2 separate regions of the Gossypium arboreum genome follow, and region 2 is linked to region 1. Evidence: chromatin contacts called from public Hi-C data. All regions are on one chromosome and are shown on one strand. Each heading gives the region's core, a stretch centred on a gene start, on an enhancer-like site or on the middle of the called end of the contact. The rest is flanking DNA. Distances are from core to core; before and after follow the strand shown.

Region 1 (4,110 bases), core at 1,126-3,625:
CGACATTAGTATCAAGCATAATAGCCAATTCTTCCCACCTTGAATCTATGCATCTATTTAATCATAGTTTGTTCAAGCACTCATACAACAAGATACATCCAATTTAACAAGAAACAAAAACCTTATTTCTCCGTAGCTACTATGGCCAAAAGTTCTAGGCATCTCAATACCGAAATTTTTAACATGGGTTGCCTAAAGAACTTGGTGATGAGTTCAAATTAATCTAACATTTCAAGCAACTTAACACATCCATGTAACTAAAAAAAATTCTAAGTTTAAACACAATACAACATTTTAGCACCATGGCCGAATACTTCATGAAGTTGTTAAGACCCATCCTTTTTATTAAGCACTCAAACTCAATCATCTTCATGCCTCATCACCACAACATCGAACACCAACCAAGAAGACAACACCCATGGCCTAGTATCATCTCCATCAAATAGAAAAAGAATTTAAACCAACATCTAGAAATATGCATGAATTTCATGGAATAACATCAAACATACCTCTTCTAAAACATCAACCAACCGAACATGAAGCAAGAGAATCCTCTTCTTCTTCCTTCCTCAAGTCACGGCAATGGGGGAGCATGGATGAGACAACTTTGTTTTCATCACCCTCCTTTTCATTACTTTATTACTAACCTTTTATTTTATTATTTCTAACATAAAACATTAACACAAAATGTTTATAATATGCTTTAACCCATAGCATGGCCGCCACTACCTAAAGTTTTGGGTAATTTGACATGCAAGGACAAGCATTTTCTAACATGCATCAATAGGCCACTTTAACATTTGCCTAGCACATTTCTAAATTTTCTCACACAAGTCCTATTTAATAAAATTCACTTACAATTAACAAAATTCAAACATGAAATTTTCACACATGCATATATATATATATAATAAGCATCAAATATGACGGTTAATTATTTTTATGACTCGGTTTTGTGGTCCCGAAACCACTTTCCGACTAGGGTCACATTAGGGGTGTCACATTTATGATGTTGAAACAAGGTGATATGCAAGTAGTCGACTATGAATGAGAGTTCTTACGACTTAGCAAGTATGATCTCGAACTGGTACCAACTGAAGAAGAAAGTTTCAAGCGATTCCTTCAGGGAATGAGAGATGAGCTTTGAGTTTAACTAGTTTCGCATAAACTTAAAAGTATTCACTGATCTAGCTGAATGAGCAAAGATGGTTAAGTTTATACATTATGTAATTTTTTTTCAGTTTTAATTTTCTTTGTGACATTGAAGGTTAATCATAAATGAATAAGAAAATATAAAAATTATTATCTTGAATTTATGGGTGTTTCCATTTTTTATATATATTTTTAATCAAATTTAGCTATTCAATTTTGTTGTTTTTAGCTTTTTAGGTGAAAGTGTTACAAAGAAAAGCAAGTTTGCAAAAAAAAAAAGACCAAATTACGCCATATGTAAATATTGAGATTTTTTAGAATCAAGACTAAATTGGCACAATGTACAAATGTTGAGGGTTAAAAGTTGTTACTATGTCGATTTTAAAAGTTGTCACCATTATCAAGCTGATGATAAAAAAATACAAAATTGAATAATTAGGTGATTACTTTATAACTTTTCATAATTTACCTTTATTTAAATTTACTTTATTTTCAAAATTTAACAAATTGACATGATTTTTAGGATTAAAACGGTACACCCATGAGATGCACAAATAAGAAAACTAGTTCCTATATATTTGCATTAAATATTTTTAAAATATTGTTGTGTGTCATCAAATTTCTAATTAATTATTGTATTGATAACGCGATCTTTTTCCCGATCTTTATAGCACGAATTTAAAATTAGTTGAATTAAAGATTTTTTTTTATCTTTCATGTCTATTGTACAATTTATTCTCGGAATTTGTGATTACTCATTTCAGTAATATTATCTTCAAAATTTGGACTTGGATTCTTTCTTTTAAGTATAATGTACCAAAAATCAATGTTTTTAGAATCGGACTGGTGATCGAATTAGTCAGGGCCACCGATTCGTTAATCCAACATGTCTTTTTAGTTTGATTAAACAAATAATTTTAAAAATTTAAAAATATGGTTTAACCTCGATAATTTTTTTTTTGATTTAGTGATTCGTACTAATTTCTTAATCATAGGTGACTCTTGGGGGGTTGACAGGGGCCCAACCCTTCTAAAATAGAAAATTTTACATTTTGACCCTTTAAAATTTTAAATGAGTAAAGGCAAAATTATACTTTAATTTTCTAAAAATAATAAAATTTTAATTTAATAATTTAAAATTACTTTTTTATTATTATAAAAATTAAAATTTAATTTTAGCACTAAAAAAATTTTTGGATAATCAACTAGCTTAATTCCTTTATCCGAGTCAATACTAGTCAATTCCCGATCCTCCAATTGGTTCAGACAGCAGAGCATCTAACGGCAATATATTTAGCGACGTGGGAAAGCAGCAGACGACAAACACAACCAATTTCAAGGTCTCCTCTCTACAATGTAAGAACCTAAAAACAAATGAAAAATGCAACTTTGCACTTTGAATTTCACATATCCATCACAGCACTAATCATGTTCCTTCTGAAGGTAATCACTTCCCCTTTTCATTTATTATTGTTGTTAAAACTTATCCTTTGTATTGGGGAGCTTACTGATTTTATTTTTTGCTTTGTATACAAGACTTGGCGGGCATCTGCATTTGGAGTTTATGGTTACTTGAATTTCACCAGAAATGGCTTCTTGTAAGTTCACTTGTTGCCCCTCTTGCAAAACCTTGCCCTTTTTTATGCAGCAAAATTGACGCTTTTATGCATATTTATTCCTTTTCTGCTGATGGAATAAATGGTTTTTCTTATAACATGATAATTGAAATTATAAGAACTCAAGTTTGAATCCTTCAATAATAATAATAAAAGCTAATATAGGTGGTCAGAAAATATATCTGACACTTGCACATTTTCTTGATTCTGTGAGTTTGGGTTTAAGTTATTTGTTTTTTATCGGCGCGTATCTTCACTAGTTGTTGCCTAATATTGGTTTCTCAGTACTGTTCAAAGAAGCCAGCGCTCTGCTCATCAAAGATTAAGTACTAGGAAATGATCTTTTGACATTATTGTATATTGTTTTTAAGATATTCTTTGATTTTCAGGGAACACTCCAAGAAATTCAAACCCGAAGATATGGAAATACGAATAGAGGGGAAGAACTGCGTGGTCACAGGAGCAAATTCTGGCATTGGTTTTGCTACTGCTGAGGCTCTTGCATCATGGTGTTGATTATTTTCTGACCTTTTTGCTTGTTTGATTTATTAAAAATAAACTTGCATGTACCTGCATTCTGTTTTCCTTTTTGTTCATGTTATTATGATGTTTACCGTAGTGGAGCAACTGTCTATATGGTGTGTCGTAACAAGGAGAAGGGAGAAACCGCTCTTTCTAAAATTCAGTCTTCAACTGGCAATCCAAATGTTCATTTGGAAGTAATTATCATCTATTCCTTGCTAATCTCTTGTTTTCCATGATGGCCTCTGAACAGCTTGTTTCTTTGGAATTTTCATAAATTAAGCCCTTACCTGTTTACAGTTTTATGGTTTATAATTTATCTACAATGTTTCAGTCTTAAATTGCTTATAAAGTATAGCTTGCAGGTTTGTGATCTTTTGTCCATCAGCGAGATCAAGTCATTTGCATCCAGGTTCTCTTCAAAGGATGTTCCTGTTCATGTTCTTGTAAAGTTCTATTTTGCTTATTACTAGTTGAAGTTTCCTCCAAGAAATAGTAGTTGTTCTACAACTAGAAATGGGTGACATCATTTAAGTTCTAAATAACTAGTACTTTTCTCCAATATCTGGTTGTATATATTTTTCTACCATTCTGAAACACTTGTCTTTGTTCTGTTTCTAACTTTATATAGACTGGGATCGTCTTCTGTTCCAATATTAAATGAGAAAGGGATAACATTTATTTAAGAGTAGCCTGCCATTCTGCTAAACCATTGCTGTATCATGTAACGCTTATGATTTTCTTCTTCTTAAATTTTATTTCCTTTAGGTCAACAATGCTGGACTGATGGAGCACAAACGAATTACGACATCTAAAGGGT
Region 2 (4,110 bases), core at 1,034-3,533, 190 kb after region 1:
AGCTTATATTTGCTTTTCATAATTTTTCTATGTATGCAAAACATAAAAGACATAAACACAAAAGGTATAATAGTGAAATGTGAAATTAACTTTATTTATTTATTTATCGTTCAAATATTATAAGTTATATGTTTACTAAAATATGGGCACATTTCCTAACAAGGGAAACCTATTTTATTACTTTAACTTCACCTTGTTCATTCAACTAATAAATTTGATAAGGATGGGGATGATTTGTAGACAGTAATTTGAATTTCTCCACTAATGTAGTAGAGGCCACATTTGCACAACTCTCGTTAGCAATAGTAATATGACACACTTTCTAGTAAATCATGCATCGTGTGTGGAACAGATCCTCATGTTGTTCATTATCCACCACCCATTGTGCATTCATATCTTGTTGAGAAATAACCAATTTTCTATCAACGAGATATTCTACAATGCCCACCTTCTTGATGAATTGGTTTTCATTAAATTTCACCCTTCTTGTTATTTGTTGAACTCGTACTAGAGGTGGTGTTTGCTCTATCATTCTTTCAAATGCTTGAGTTAATTGATTGAGTTGCTCCATCATATTTTCTTATCTTGTTTGGAGACTTAATGTTATAGCTTGCTTCAAAGAAAGTTCTTTTCCATTAGTTTGTGGCCCAACATGGTGGGTAGAAAGAAAAAGGCATCGTTCCAACTATTGAAGGACGAAATTAAAAAAAAGATTGATGGTTGGTGCATTAGGTTTCTATTGCAAAGGGGTAAAGAAAATTTTTATTAAGTCAATGCTCCAAGCCATTCCAACATACTTGATGGCTTTTTTTTTTTTTGCTGCCAAAAAATTTGTACGATGAAATGGAAAGTATTATGGCACGATTTTGGTGGCAAAAGGGGCGTGGGAGAAAGGGGATTGCGCTTTGAAAGGGGAAGGAGGTTTAGGGTTTCATAGTTTAGAGATTGGCCAAACAAGGATGGATACTTCTAAATAATCCTGATTCGTTATTAACCCAGGTTTTAAAGGAAAAATATTATCCAAGTTCCGATTTCTTAAATGCACGGGGAATTTACCCTCTTATACTTGGAAAAGTATTTGGGCTACGAGGGGTTTATTACAAGAGGGCTTATGTTGGAGAGTTGGATCGGGTGAAAACATCTCAATTGCTAAGCATGCATGGATACCAAGTTCAATTAATTAGAGACTGAATGTGAGTATGAATAATAATAGCATTTCAATGGTTTTGGAGCTGATAAACAAAAATAACAGAGAATGGAATAAAGAATTGGTTATTAATACCTTCTCGGATGTTGATACAGCTAGGATATTGAGGATTCCACTAGCGAAGGAATGCCATGATGACTTGGTGGTCTGGTATGGTGAACCTTTCGGTGACTTTTCTATTCAGAACACTTATAAACTATTACAACCAAGTACTCTAAGCCCTAATTTTAATGATTTACATACCACCTCTAGAGACTTTTACAGACAGCTATGGAACCTACAGCTTCCAACAAAGCTAAAAATTACAATTTGGAGAATATCTAGAAATTTTATTCCTACACTAGTTAATTTGAATCATAAACAACTAGTAGCGAATATGGCTTGCCTGAGATGTGAGGGGGCAAATGAGAATCTAGACCACGTCCTCCGAGAATGTCCTATTTCAGTTGAAGCTTGGTCAATTTTAAACCATTCCTGTAACTAAACCAAATCTGGAACCAGACTAATTTGGAGCCTCTTGTGGGTAAGGTTTGGAGAGGGGAATGATTGTTTTGAAACATGAAGATGGAGAAACGCTTCCTTGGTAACTGAAATCATCGAGATTGAAAAGAAAGAAATGAAAGGTTGGCACGATTTCAAGTATTAAATGTGATTGGGCTAAAGCTTTATCTTTTATTTATTATTTTAAAAACTTTGGTTTATTTGTTTTTTTTATTTTTTTGATTCTAGTTTCCTTTTTTAAATTCCAGGGTGACATGTTGAGCTTAGTGATATGTATTCTAGTTTATGTTTTAATAAAGCCAAGTCTATTTGAATTTAAAAAAAAAGAAAGAAATGTATTCTAGTTTATGTTTTAATAAAGCCAAGTTTATTTGAATTTAAAATAAAAAAGAAAATTAACTAGTTAAAATTAATATTTATTTTTAATTGATTAAAAATTTTCAACAACTATTATGATAGTACAGGGGAATCGAATTATAATAGTATTGGGTGAAATCGGTGTAATGGTGAGTTTTAAAGGACCGGAAAAATTGGGCCTTATGACAACAGTGCACTAATTTTCTCTTCAGCCCAAAATCCAACTAAAAAACCCTAGGAGTTGCTATGAACCACTATAAATACGTTTGTTAGAGGAATCCTTTAAAACCCTAACTTGGCCTCCTCTGTTTATTCGCTTCAGCTCATCACTTCCCGTGCTCTCTCGTCCTCCCTCACCAAATCAAAATGGTAATTGTGATTCCATCTTTCTAATTACAATTCCATATTTTTCTTGATCTGATTCACTGTTTTTTTTTTTTAATCTAAATTTCCTTTTCCTTTTTTCTCCCTTTTCGGGGATGGTTTTTTCTTGGTTTGAATTAGGGTTGATGTTTTGTTTCTAACATTATTGCTTTTAACTCTTTCTTCTTCTTTTTTGTGTGTGTATGTACAGTCTCTGGTGGCGAACGAAGACTTTCAGCACATTTTGCGTGTGCTGAACACCAACGTTGATGGAAAGCAGAAGATTATGTTTGCTTTGACCTCCATCAAGGGTATTGGAAGGCGTTTCGCTAACATTGTTTGCAAGAAGGCTGATGTCGACATGAACAAGAGGTATCTTTTATTATGAAAATTTAGATGCAAGGAGCTTGCCTATTTTATATCAATTTTGGGCTTAAGTGGGAACCGATAAGATGTCGTATAGCTCAAAGCTTAGAAAAAAAACATATAGTAGATGATTTTGTTTTTTGGGTATTTCAGGTTGAAACGGTTACTTTTGTCATTGATATGAATTGATTCATATGTGGAAGAAGATTATGATTTCTTATTTTTTTCTATCTAAAACTTTCGACTATGTTCTAGGCTTCAATTATGTATAGGCTTGTGGCATGAGGAGTCATGTTATTCAGTTTTTTTTTTTTTGAGCTTTTGTGCAACTTTGCTGATTTTTTTTTATTAGGGCTGGTGAATTGACTGCACAGGAGCTGGACAATCTCATGACCATTGTTGCAAACCCCAGGCAGTTTAAGATACCTGACTGGTTTTTGAATAGGCAGAAGGATTACAAGGATGGGAAGTATTCCCAAGTTGTGTCTAATGCTCTCGACATGAAGTTGAGAGATGACTTGGAGCGATTGAAGAAGATCAGGTTAGTACTTCGTTCTTGCTAATCTGTGCTTTGAGTTTATCTTTTCCCATTTTTGCTGTATGTTCCAAATGTTTGATGCTTAAAATGATACGATCAGGCCAACTGTATCTATGCTTTAGTATTTCTGTTTAATTTGAGTTCATGGTTCCTCATCGTATATCAATTTACTATAAGCAACTGCTTTCACATTCTCAGTGAAGTTCTTTCAAACGTTTGACTAAATGATTTGGGCAACTTATTTGGGGCTCATTTCTGTAGCTTTTAATTTTTTATTATTTATTATCCTTTTTTATGCTTAAGAATCTACATGTATCATTTCTCGATTCGAGTTGTCTCCTAAAAATCTTTTAAATTTGTTTGGCTGGCAAGTTATTATCAAAATGGTAGGTGTATTATTGTGGTTATCTTGTTTGACGTTTTTAGTTGATTAAGATGAGAGGAATTGAATAACCATTGATGTGGTTTGGGTCAAAAGTGAAAAATCTAAAATCATACATGTTTAATTCACGATTTGCTGCATTCTCTTTTTATGTGCCATTTTCTGTGGTTAAACAGATTCAACGGATTCTATGTAAGTAGTTTGCATCTTGGTCGATTGTCCATCTGGCTGTTGGGATGTGGTGTGACAGCTAACACGTGAAATAATGTAATGCAGGAACCACCGTGGGCTGAGGCATTATTGGGGTCTTCGTGTACGTGGTCAGCACACCAAGACCACTGGTCGCAGAGGAAAGACTGTAGGTGTCTCTAAGAAGCGTTGAATGTTTCATATATG

Evidence for each region. A called contact is a pair of places that touch in the nucleus more often than the background predicts.
Region 2: a Hi-C map of leaf shows a contact between it and region 1, with 4 times the contacts expected there. The contact joins the promoter of LOC108483983 here to the promoter of LOC108484532 in region 1. A contact is called at or near these places in 2 of 5 Hi-C or Micro-C datasets (both in leaf).

The regions. Positions count from the first base shown.
Region 1 is chr6:81,510,370-81,514,479 of ASM2569848v2, forward strand. It overlaps LOC108484532, which reads left to right and starts at 2,376. Exons shown (of 10, transcript XM_017788350.2): 1 at 2,376-2,595; 2 at 2,689-2,750; 3 at 3,158-3,277; 4 at 3,388-3,487; 5 at 3,656-3,736; 6 at 4,059-4,108. The coding sequence starts at 2,527.
Region 2 is chr6:81,704,074-81,708,183 of ASM2569848v2, forward strand. It overlaps LOC108483983 (40S ribosomal protein S18), which reads left to right and starts at 2,284. Exons shown (of 4, transcript XM_017787564.2): 1 at 2,284-2,434; 2 at 2,640-2,800; 3 at 3,147-3,335; 4 at 3,991-4,110. The coding sequence starts at 2,432. The coding sequence ends at 4,096.